2 separate regions of the Sus scrofa genome follow, and region 2 is linked to region 1. The links are chromatin contacts, called in public targeted proximity ligation maps. All regions are on one chromosome and are shown on one strand. The core of a region is the stretch at or near the end of the contact, and the rest is flanking DNA. Distances in the headings are between cores, read along the strand shown. Region 1 overlaps SDHC (succinate dehydrogenase cytochrome b560 subunit, mitochondrial). Region 2 holds the start of B4GALT3 (beta-1,4-galactosyltransferase 3).

Region 1 (5,185 bases), core at 248-2,747:
TCACACAGGTCAGAATGGCCATCATTAACAAGTCAACAAGTAACAAATGCTGGAGAGGATGTGGAGAAATGGAATTCTCCTTCACTGTTGGTGGGAATATAAATTGGTACAACTACTATGGAAAACAGTATGGTGGTACCTCAGAAAACTACATACAGAACTACCATATGATCCAGCAATCCCACTCTTTGGGCATATATCTGACTAAACTTTCATTGAAAAACATGCACCCCCCCCCCCCGATGCTCACTGCAGCACTATTCACAATAGTGCAGACTCGGAAACAACCTCAATGTCTATCAATAGATGAACGGATTAAAAAGATATGGTACATATACACAATGGAATATGACTCAGCCATAAAGGAGAACAGAATAATGCCATTTGCAGCAAAATGGATGGAACTAGAGACTTTCATAATAAGTAAAGTAAGTCAGAAAGAGAAAGACAAATATCATATGATATCACTTTCATCTGAAATCTACTATACGGCACAAAGGAATCTTTCTACAGACAAGAAACTCATGGACTTGGAGAAAAGACTTGTGTCTGCCAAAGGAAAGGGGGAAGGAGTGGGATGGACTGGGAGTTTGGGATTAATAGATGCAAACTATTGCATTTGGAGTGGATAAGCAATGAGATCCTGCTGTATAGCACTGGGAACTATATCTAATCACTTGTGATGGAACATGATTATCATGATTATGTGTGTGTGTGTATATATATATACATATATTATATATATGTATATATATATATAATATATGTATGATGACTGGGTCACTTTGCTGTACAGTAGAAATGGACAGAATAGGAGTTCCCGTCGTGGCGCAGTGGTTAACGAATCCGACTAGGAACCATGAGGTTGCGGGTTCGGTCCCTGCGCTTGCTCGGTGGGTTAACGATCTGGGCGTTGCCGTGAGCTGTGGTGTAGGTTGCAGAGGCGGCTCGGATCCCGCGTTGCTGTGGCTCTGGCGTAGGCCGGAGACTACAGCTCCGATTAGACCCCTAGCCCGGGAACCTCCATATGCCACGGGAGCGGCCCAAGAAATAGCAAAAAGACAAAAAATAAATAAATAAATAAAATTAAAAAAAAATTTAAAAAAAAAAGAAATGGACAGAACATTGCAAATCAATTATAATGAAAAAATAAAAATCTTAAAAAATATTGGCTAAGAAAAGAATCTAAGCGTTGTGGGAACTCATAATTAATTGCTAAAGAAAGAATAAGAAGCTTAAATGGACTTATCATTTTCTCTAAATCAAGTTGCCTGGTTGCAAAGGAGGCACTGCCAGGAGCCAAAGAAATAGTAAAGTTCGTCAATGAAGTGTGTGTGTGTGTGTGTGTGTGTGTGTGTGTGTGTGTGTGTGTTCAGGTGCGCTTAAAAACACACATACATACCTGCACTCAAAGCAATACCAGTGCCACGGTGGCAAATGGACATCGCCATAGGAAGAGACCAGCTGAAAAGAAACACACAAAGGCAATTTAAAAAGCAATAGATGACACAATAGTATACAGTAACCTTGGCAAAGAGAACACACACTACTTAGGAACCAGGCAACTATCACAAAACAAAAACAAAGTTTTTACATTCCTGTTTCTAGTTCCTGTTTCACATTTCTAATTTGAAAATTAGAAAACTGATTTAAGTAGAAGTGTCCCTTTTATCAGACTGCATCATTAATAGAGCTGAGAGGAGGAATCAATTAAAACTCAAACTCAGGGAGTTCCTGTCGTGGCTCAGTGGTTAACAAATCCGACTAGGAACCATGAGGTTTCGGGTTCGGTCCCTGCCCTTGCTCAGTGGGTTAACGATCCGGCATTGCCGTGAGCTGTGGTGTAGGTCAGCAGATGCGGCTCGGATCCCGCATTGCTGTGGCTCTGGCATAGGCCGGTGGATACAGCTCTGATTCGACCCCTAGCCCGGGAACCTCCATATGCCACCAGAGCGGCTCAAGAAAAGGCAAAAAGACAAAAAAAAAAAAAACACACACAAAAAAAAAAAAAAAACAAAAAACCTCAAACTCAGAAATTCCCTTGTGGCACAGCGAGTTAAGGATCCTGCATTGTCGCAGCGGTGGCACAGGTCACAACCACAGCACAGGTTTGATCCCTGGCCCAGGAACTTTTCTTCCATTCTTAAGAAGAAACAGTGAGGGTCAAAGATACCAATTAAAGTTGCATACAGTTGAAAATAATCACTAGGGGAGCTCCTGCTGTGGCGCAATGGGATCATTGGCATCTCAGGAGCGCTGGGATTCAGGTTCCATCCCCGCCCAGCACAGTGGGTTAAGGATTTGTGACTCAGATCTGATCCACGGCCAGGGAACTCTATATGCTGCAAAGTGGCCAGAAGGAAAAAAAATCTCATAAATAGAAAATAATCATTAGAATACAACCATCTGGGGCCTTCCATTCCTTTAGTCATAAGACAGAAATAGAAGAAAACCTGAGTTTTATTTATCCACTATTTCATATAATATAGTCATCCATGAATTTTATTATATACTCACAATATTGAGCATATCATTCATTCCCTAATAAACTACCTATTCCAAATTTAAAATCCAATTTTTTTTTTTTTTTTTTGGTCTTTTTAGGGCCACATCCAAGGGATATGGAGGTTCCCAGGTTAGGGGTTGAATCGAAGCTGTAGCTGCTGGCCTATGCCACAGCAACACCAGATCTGAGATGCATCTGCAAACTACACCACAGCTCATGGCAACACTGGATCCTTAACCCACTGAGCGAGCCCAAGGATCGAACCTGCGTCCTCATGGATGCTAGTCAGATTCACTTCTGCTGAGCTACAACGGGAACTCCCTAAAATCCAATTTTAAGTATATGGGGTTTTGTCTTTTTAGGGCTGCACCTGCAGCATATGGAGGTTTCCAGGTTAGGGGTCGAATCAGAGCTGTAGCCACCAGCCTATGCCAGAGCCACAGCAACGCCAGATCTGAGACACATTTGCAACCTACACCACATCTCATGGCAATGCTGGATCCGTAACCCACTGAGCGAGGCCAGGGATTGAACCTGCATCCTCATGGATGCTAGTCAGATTCATTTCCTCTGAGCTACGACAGGAACTCCAGTATATGTTTCTTAATCCTCAGTTTTGAAATATTTTGTCATCAAACCCCTTTTTAAATCATGTTCTGATTTGTCAATACGCCAAAGCATTTCCAATGGATGAAAAACACTGCTATATTCTGGACCTAGTTCTCATGCTCAAGAGAGAATTGGTTAGTGAAATGGAAAAAATGGGAGTCTTTGGATAAAGTTAACATTACATTCATCCGGAAAGCCAGCTTAGATAGAGAATGCTGAGCATAATCAGACCATGCTTTCTACACTCTAAAGGGAAACAAGTCAAGCAGGTTGAGAAGATCTCAAAAAGAAATTCTATGTAATAAAAATGGTCACAGTAAGAAAGGAGTAATGTCTAAAGAAACCAAAAAAATTGGCTAGACACCACTCTGATTAACTCAGACTTAACAAGACAAATACAAAAAGCAGAAGAAGAGCCTCATAACAAAGGACAAGAAGAGAACAATGGTATAATTTGATTAGAAGAATCAGGAGACTAAAAACCAGAATGAGCTGAGGCTTGCAAAAACGTCAAGGACAACAAAAAGGGGCTTTTAAAATTGTATTCAGGGAAAGAAAGCCTCCTAACTGGGATTGACAATTTTATGTTAATGGATGACCGAGTACAAAGCAGATTGCTCAACTATTTTATTTGTCAAAGAAAATGATTATCAGACTGAAAAAGACAGAACAAATATTGATTTGCGAGAACTGAAAAAAAAAAAGTGGAGAAATTGTAAACCATTACTTAGCATTCGAAATGCACTTAGGGCTCCTGGCCAGATGAATTAAATCCCCTGACTGAAAGAGCTAACACATAAAATATATGTATATTCTAGTGATCTTTTAAATGGAAAATGGTTAGTGCTATGAAGTCAAACGTTACTCTAATTTTTAAAATTGGTTAAAATCATAGCTCGGTTAGCCTAGTACTGAGTAGGTAAGAGAGATTTTATTTTCCAAAAAAACCACAATGTTATTTCCAATCCTACACTGATTTTCCAGACTCTTGTCACTCCTCATCCGGCAAGTATTTATATTTACTCCCTTGAAGCTGGGCAGAAGTTTATGACTGACTGCCTCAAGACAGAGAATACAGCAAAACGGACACTGAACAACTTTCGAATCACTTTCACTCCTTCCATCCCTCCATCCCTCCCTCCTTCATGCTGCAAAGAAACCCAAAATAGCCTATGCAGAGATATCATGTAGGAAGAAAATGAGTAAACGGACCTTCAGATTATTTCAGTCTCAGCCTTTGTGTTTTCTAATTGAGGCTTCAGACATCATGGATCAGAGATGGGCCAACCTCACTATTTCCTGTTCAAACACTGGGTAAGAGCCTGGTATAGCATATCAAGATTGTTTTAATTCACTTACAGAAAAGATTCTAAGAGCCAGTATGATTTCCCTTAGGAAAAATTTTTTTCAGGAAATAATGAGATCCCCTTGAACACAGATTATATCTTCGAGGAATAACAAGCATCTATTAATTCAAAGTATATTACTATTTTTTTCTTTTTTGATTGTTAGTAGAATGTTAAGGAAAAGCTAGAGAAGACATAGGTGATATGAATTTCAACAAGTGATCTAACAATCATGCTGCAAACAATGCCATCAAGAAAATAAAAACAAGAGTTCCCATTGTGGCTCAGCAAGTTAAGAACCTGATTAGTATCCATGAGGATGTGGGTTTGATCCCTAGCCTCACTCACTGAGTTAAGGATCCATGTTGTCACAAGCTGCAATGCAGGTCACAGATGTGGCTCAGATTTGGCATTGTTGTGGCTGTGGCATACACAGGCAGGCAGCTGCAGCTCTGATTTGAGGCTTTGGCCTTGGAAATTCCATATGCTGCAGATGTAGCCCTAAAGAGAAAAAAGAAAGTAAAATACAAAGATATAAAATTGACCAGTAAGTACATAAAAAGATGCTGAACATCACAAATCATTAAAGAAATGCAAATCAAAACAAGACACCTCTTCACATCCATTAGGATGGCTATTATTAAAATAACAATGAACAGAAAATGTCAGTGAGGATGCAGAGAAATTGGAACCTTTGTGCACTGCTGATAGAAATGTAAACAGC
Region 2 (5,379 bases), core at 2,497-4,996, 130 kb after region 1:
TGTCCACTTTCCACTCCTGTTTTAGCATGAGAAAATAACTATACCAAGGAACTTTCTAGGTGATATGTATGATGGGCTATTTTGTAGAATTTGTACTGAAATTTCTAGGTTCTATTCAGAGGATAATAAAAGGGAAGACATGGTCCCTGTCCTCAGAGAGTTCACAATCTGGTGTCTGAGACAGTCAAGTAAGACGAAAATTCCAGACCTGTATGATAGGATAGAGAAGGGGCATAGAATACGGGGTCACAGAGTTGTTACTGGAGGAAGTGTCTGCCTCCTCTTCTAGGAGTGAGCTGTAAGGGCTCCTGGAGAGTAGGGTAGAGGTGGAAGAAGAAAGAATTTCTGCTTGCCAGGGCAGCTCCAGGACTGTTCTCTGTTATGCAAAATCAAAGTAAAGTGAAGTAAAGTGAACAGACTTGAAGCTGATGGATAATACTGAAAGGAGCTGAGTAAAGTTGGAAGGGGTAGTTTTGGGGAGAAACTACCATCTTGGTGGAAAATGTTGACTGGGAGAAGATTTTAAAGCTATTGAGCTGTTCATTAAAATGTGCTCCTGCTCTACTCTCTCCTCCCCGCTGCCTCCCATATTTCCTTGAGATTTAAATTAGTTCAAATTAGTTTTTATTGCTGGATTGGGTTTCTTCTATTACATTGCGTGTCATGACTGGGCCTCCAGGGCCCCCAGGATTTATTCATAATATAGAAAGACAGGATGTTGTGGTAGAAACCAGCACATTTAGAATTTAAGGTTTCAGAAATGCAGCAGTTCTTGGTGATGACTAAAGCCCAGGGTGTGGCCAGGGTGATAGGAGTGGAGATAAAGTTTCTTGAAATCCGTGAGCTTACAAATGAACATAGGGGAGTTATCAGAAGATAGTAGACAGAGACAAAGGGATGGAAGGTGAAGGTCAGTTTTACAAGAATGGAACACCATGGAGGAGCAGAGGTTCAGAGGAAGGGTCTTCTAGGAGAACCACATTTCTTTTTCTTTTCTTTTCTTTTCTTTTCTTTCTTTTTCTTTTTCTTTTTTTTTTTTTTTTTTTGCTTTTTAGGGCCACACCCACAGCATACGGAGGTTCCCAGGTTCCCAGCTGCTGGCCTATACCAGAGCCACAGCAACACCAGAACTGAGCCCAGTCTGCGACCTACACCACGGCTCGTGGTGATGTCGCAAAGCCGGTTCCTTAACCCACTGAGCAAGGCCAGGGATCAAATCTGCAGCCTCATGGTTCCTAGTTGGATTTGTCTCTGCTGTGCCATGACAGGAAATCCATCCACATTTCAATTATCTGTATAAGTCTGTCTTTTCCACTACACAGTGAGATCCTTAATAATGATAATAATAATAATAATAATAAATCAAGGCTTTTCTTGGCTCCTACTTTGTGCTCAAAATTCAGATGTATTGAATATCTGCTGTCTGCTGGCCCTTTTCCCCCAGTTTTCACTAATTATCACAAAAACCCTTAAGATGGGTTCACTGTACAGATCAAACCCAGGGAGTGCACTGCTCAACATCACAAAGCCAGTGGGTTCAAAGCTGCCATTGTACTCAAACCCAGTATTATCTGCTTTTGAGTCTCCACAACATCTCAAACTCATTAAGTCCAAAGTTTAATTTGTCATCACTACCATTTCCTCCGAATGTGCCTCTTCTAAGTTTTGCTTCTCATTAAATGTTGTCACTATCTACTCAGTGGTCCACATTAGATTTTTGGGAGTCATCTTGGAGTCTTCTAACTCCCTGACTTGGCACATCTGGTCAATCACCAAGTCCCGTTTGCCTCCTATAAGTTCTCGAAGGTGTCCTCCTCCCTCTAGTCCCACAGATATTACCTTATTTTGCATGAGTTTCGTCTCACTCCTGGATTTCTTTCTTTCTCTCTCTCTTTTTTTTTTTTTTTTTTTTTTTGTCTTTTTGTCTTTTTTTTTCTAGGGCCGCTCCCACAGTATATGGAGGTTCCCAGGCTAGGGGTCCAATCGGAGCTGTAGCTGCCAGCCTGTGCCAGAGCCACAGCAACTTGGGATCCGAGCTGCGACTGCAACCTACACCACAGCTCACGGCAACGCCGGATCCTTAACTCACTGAGCAAGGCCAGGGATCGAACCCACAATCTCATGGTTCCTTGTTGGATTCGTTAACCACTGAGCCACGATGGGAACTCCTTATTCCTGGATTTCTATAGTAACGCCCTAAACAGATCCCTGCATCCAGTCTTGACCATTCCAATGATGCTCTGTGTTTCCACCAGAGTAAACATCCTAAAGTTCTCATTCTAGCACTCTCTGTTTAGAGGGCTTTAATGCCAACCTCTTACCCTCAGGATAAAACCCAGTCTCTTTTAATATGGTTTATGGAGTCTTTCATTATCCAGCACCTATTTACCTCTTCAGTCTCGTGGCTCATCATTCCCCTCACTCCATTCTTTAGTCTTACCGATTCATTTTTTAATTTTCCCAGCTCCCTAATTTCTTTCTCATTTCCAGACTTTTGCACTATGGTTTCCTCTATCTAGAACACTATTCATCTGTCAAAAGAAAGTTTTCAGAAAAGGGTAAAATTATGGCTTTCCCCTGTTAAAGAAAAAATTATTCTGACACTTGTTAAAATGGTAAGGAGAACTTTATTCAGGACTCTTGCAATAGGTGCCAAGACTATCTCAATCAAAGAGAGACTGAATTCAACTCCAATACATTAAGGGCAAGTGGATATTTATAGCCAAGGAGCAGAATGAATCAGTGGATGGAAAAATACATCAAGGGTAGGGAGATTCTTACCAAACCCACTTAGAATTCTTGCTAAAGGCAGGTCAGGATGATCACAAAGTCAAGGGTGAGGAGATTTTTGCTAAACTGACTTAGTAAGATTCTTGCTACAAATGGCTATAGGCCTAAGGATGAGGTCTGTTGGAAAAGAGGGCTCAGAGGAGCCTAAGTTTGATCAGGGAGAGAGCTTTTCAATCCACATGTAAAAACGAACACCTGTTAAAGATTTTATTTAACTCATGAGGAAACTAGCAGATGTTATAACTGCTGCAAATGAACCTCTATCAGACAGGACAGAATTTGCATGTGTACCTACACAGTTACAAAACAGCTGCATGGAAACAAAATCTTACAAAGCAGAAGGATGTGCTATAAACCAGTCCTTCAGGTCTCCCATTAGCCATCACTTCTTCTGGGAAATCTTTCCCAAACCTCGACTTGTGAATGAGGTGCAACTTCTGGACTATCACATTTATCACACAATACTGATTACACTCCCCCCCCACACACAAGACCACGAGATTTTTGAGGCAGACACTGAGATATTCAAGTTGCCTCAGTGTGAACATCTCCTTCTCAGGAGCACAGTATGCTAAGGGAGTAGTAGAAACCACAAGATAAACATTATTGCTTATCAGTGGAGCGTGCATTTTAGTCTAATACATGGGGAAATATTTTTACATTAAAGCAGACGAGGCCCTTCCATTCACACTCGATATTTCCTTGTTTTATTAACCACTTCTATTTCAAGGCCTGCGGGACATCTTGGGGATACAAAAATGCGCCAGAGCAGAGCAGTCTGCAACATTGTACCCTGAGAGAGAAACAATTTTGACAGTAAGCGGCAGTACGTTGCGGAGGAAGACACACTGGGAAAGGCGTTCAGTCCAGCAAGGGGGAATAGGTCTTCGGATGTATCAGCCTGTCGGTCAGTCACGGCCCGAGGAAGGTCCTGGTTTGACCTGATGTTTTAACAAGTCTGAGGGGTAGAGAACAGAACTCCACTAGGAGTCGGTCGGGTGGGGATAAGTGCCCGCGTTCCTATGGGGTCGAGCCCTTGGCGAGCCTCATTCCGGCCGCGCTGTCCACAGACCCAGCGATCCGCCCGCCTGGGCGGCTCCACCCGAGGCCCCGCCCCGTGACGCGAGGTCCAGCCCCCGCAGCGCCCGCTTCCAAGATGGCTCCAGCGATTCTTGCCCGGCTGTCGGGGTGGCAGTGACGACGGGAAGCAGAAAGCCAGGTAGGTGGGCTGGGGGATGGTGGGGTGAGAGGCCCGAGAGAAAGCTTCGGGAGATTGGGAAGGTGAGAAGTTTTGGATAATGGCTGGAGACAATCTTGAGCAGGGAGGGAACCTGGGTGCAAGTGTGGACCGAGGCCGGTGGGCTCACATTGCAAGGTAGCGCAAACACAAGGGGAGGTTGGGGTGGGATGAGGGTGCCCCGAGAGAAGGCAACTGTAACCTTCCGTAGAGCACTGACCACGCCCCTCTCGGTGATCTAGCCCAGGTACCTCTGACAGGTTCTGCCCAGCCCTCCCTCTCCTTGTCTCATTTCACCCGTAATCCTGATCCCCACCCCCGCTAGGACCCGGTAAATGTAGGAGAAGGTAGAGGACGCCACCCCCATCCTACTCGCCGCCGCGCTCCGGGGTTGTTTGCTTGCAGCTCCCAGGTGGTCACGCTCCCTGCACCTGCGGAGCTAGCTCCCAGAAACGTGGAGAACGGAAAGGAGCGAGTTTCCTCCGCCTCCCTGGGTTCTCTTGAGACCATTCCACAGTCCTGTTATAACTGCCTCACCCCCTAGTGAAAGTAATGTCTCCAATAGCTGCCCTGTCCCCACTCCCCAAACTGGTTGGTCCTGTTGGGATGGGGGATGGTTAAGTAAGGAGTGAATCTGACACACCATAGGGTTACCGCTGGAGAGGCCGCGAACCTAGCATCCCCTGCTCCTCCCCTTTTCTCTCCAACTACCTTCTCTCGCTTCCCCAGCTGGGAAACCGGCTTCACCCAGATCCTGATCTCTGCCGCTCTGCGGGTGGCTGGCTATCCTTGACCACTTCTGTTCCAGCTGGTCCCAAGATCGCTGTTGGAGTGCTGGATGGAGCCTTTCTCTGTCCTCTGTGATATTTCCAATTTTATATAATGCCTCACATCTCTGCTCCCCCGGGACCCCCTGGAGCCCCAATGATCCCGAAGAAGACCGCTTGAACCTAGGTGAGTCTATCTCTCCCCTCTCTAAATTGGAAGGGAGGTTCTCCAGAGAGTCTTCTGAAATGGCTTTGGGACACGAATGAGGTAAGCATTCTTGGGGGTGGGGACTGAGAGTTGGTGGTAGGAGTGGCTTGAGGAAGGGGTGGAGGAAAGTGAAACTGGGGCTGGAAGTAACAGGTGGTAGGGCTGCTGGTGGTTACATACTATTTCTTTCCATACACTTGTGTGCTTCCTTCTGTGACTTTGTTTTTTGCCTCTTTTTCCTCTTTACCCCTGGCACCACCTTTATGCCTACCCGATGATTTCTCTGCTGGCTTGCTCTTTTCCTGCTTGCCCTGGAACTCTCCCCTCTCTCCAGACCTCAACCCAGGATGTTGCGGAGGCTGCTGGAGCGGCCCTGC

What was found.
Region 2: a targeted proximity ligation map of alveolar macrophages shows a contact between it and region 1. A contact is called at or near these places in 1 of 5 promoter capture datasets (liver), 3 of 47 Hi-C or Micro-C datasets (embryonic fibroblasts, skeletal muscle and subcutaneous adipose tissue) and 2 of 2 datasets of targeted methods (alveolar macrophages and skeletal muscle).

What each region holds. Positions count from the first base shown.
Region 1 is chr4:89,146,179-89,151,363 of Sscrofa11.1, forward strand. It overlaps SDHC (succinate dehydrogenase cytochrome b560 subunit, mitochondrial), which reads right to left. Exons shown (of 6, transcript XM_003125659.6): 4 at 1,403-1,464. Among named protein-coding and RNA genes, the nearest start is that of SDHC, 20 kb to the right of the region's middle.
Region 2 is chr4:89,274,510-89,279,888 of Sscrofa11.1, forward strand. It overlaps B4GALT3 (beta-1,4-galactosyltransferase 3), which reads left to right and starts at 3,747. Exons shown (of 8, transcript XM_001927348.4): 1 at 3,747-4,009; 2 at 4,757-4,981; 3 at 5,337-5,379. The coding sequence starts at 5,350. It overlaps PPOX (protoporphyrinogen oxidase), which reads right to left. Exons shown (of 13, transcript XR_002343378.1): 13 at 3,475-3,748.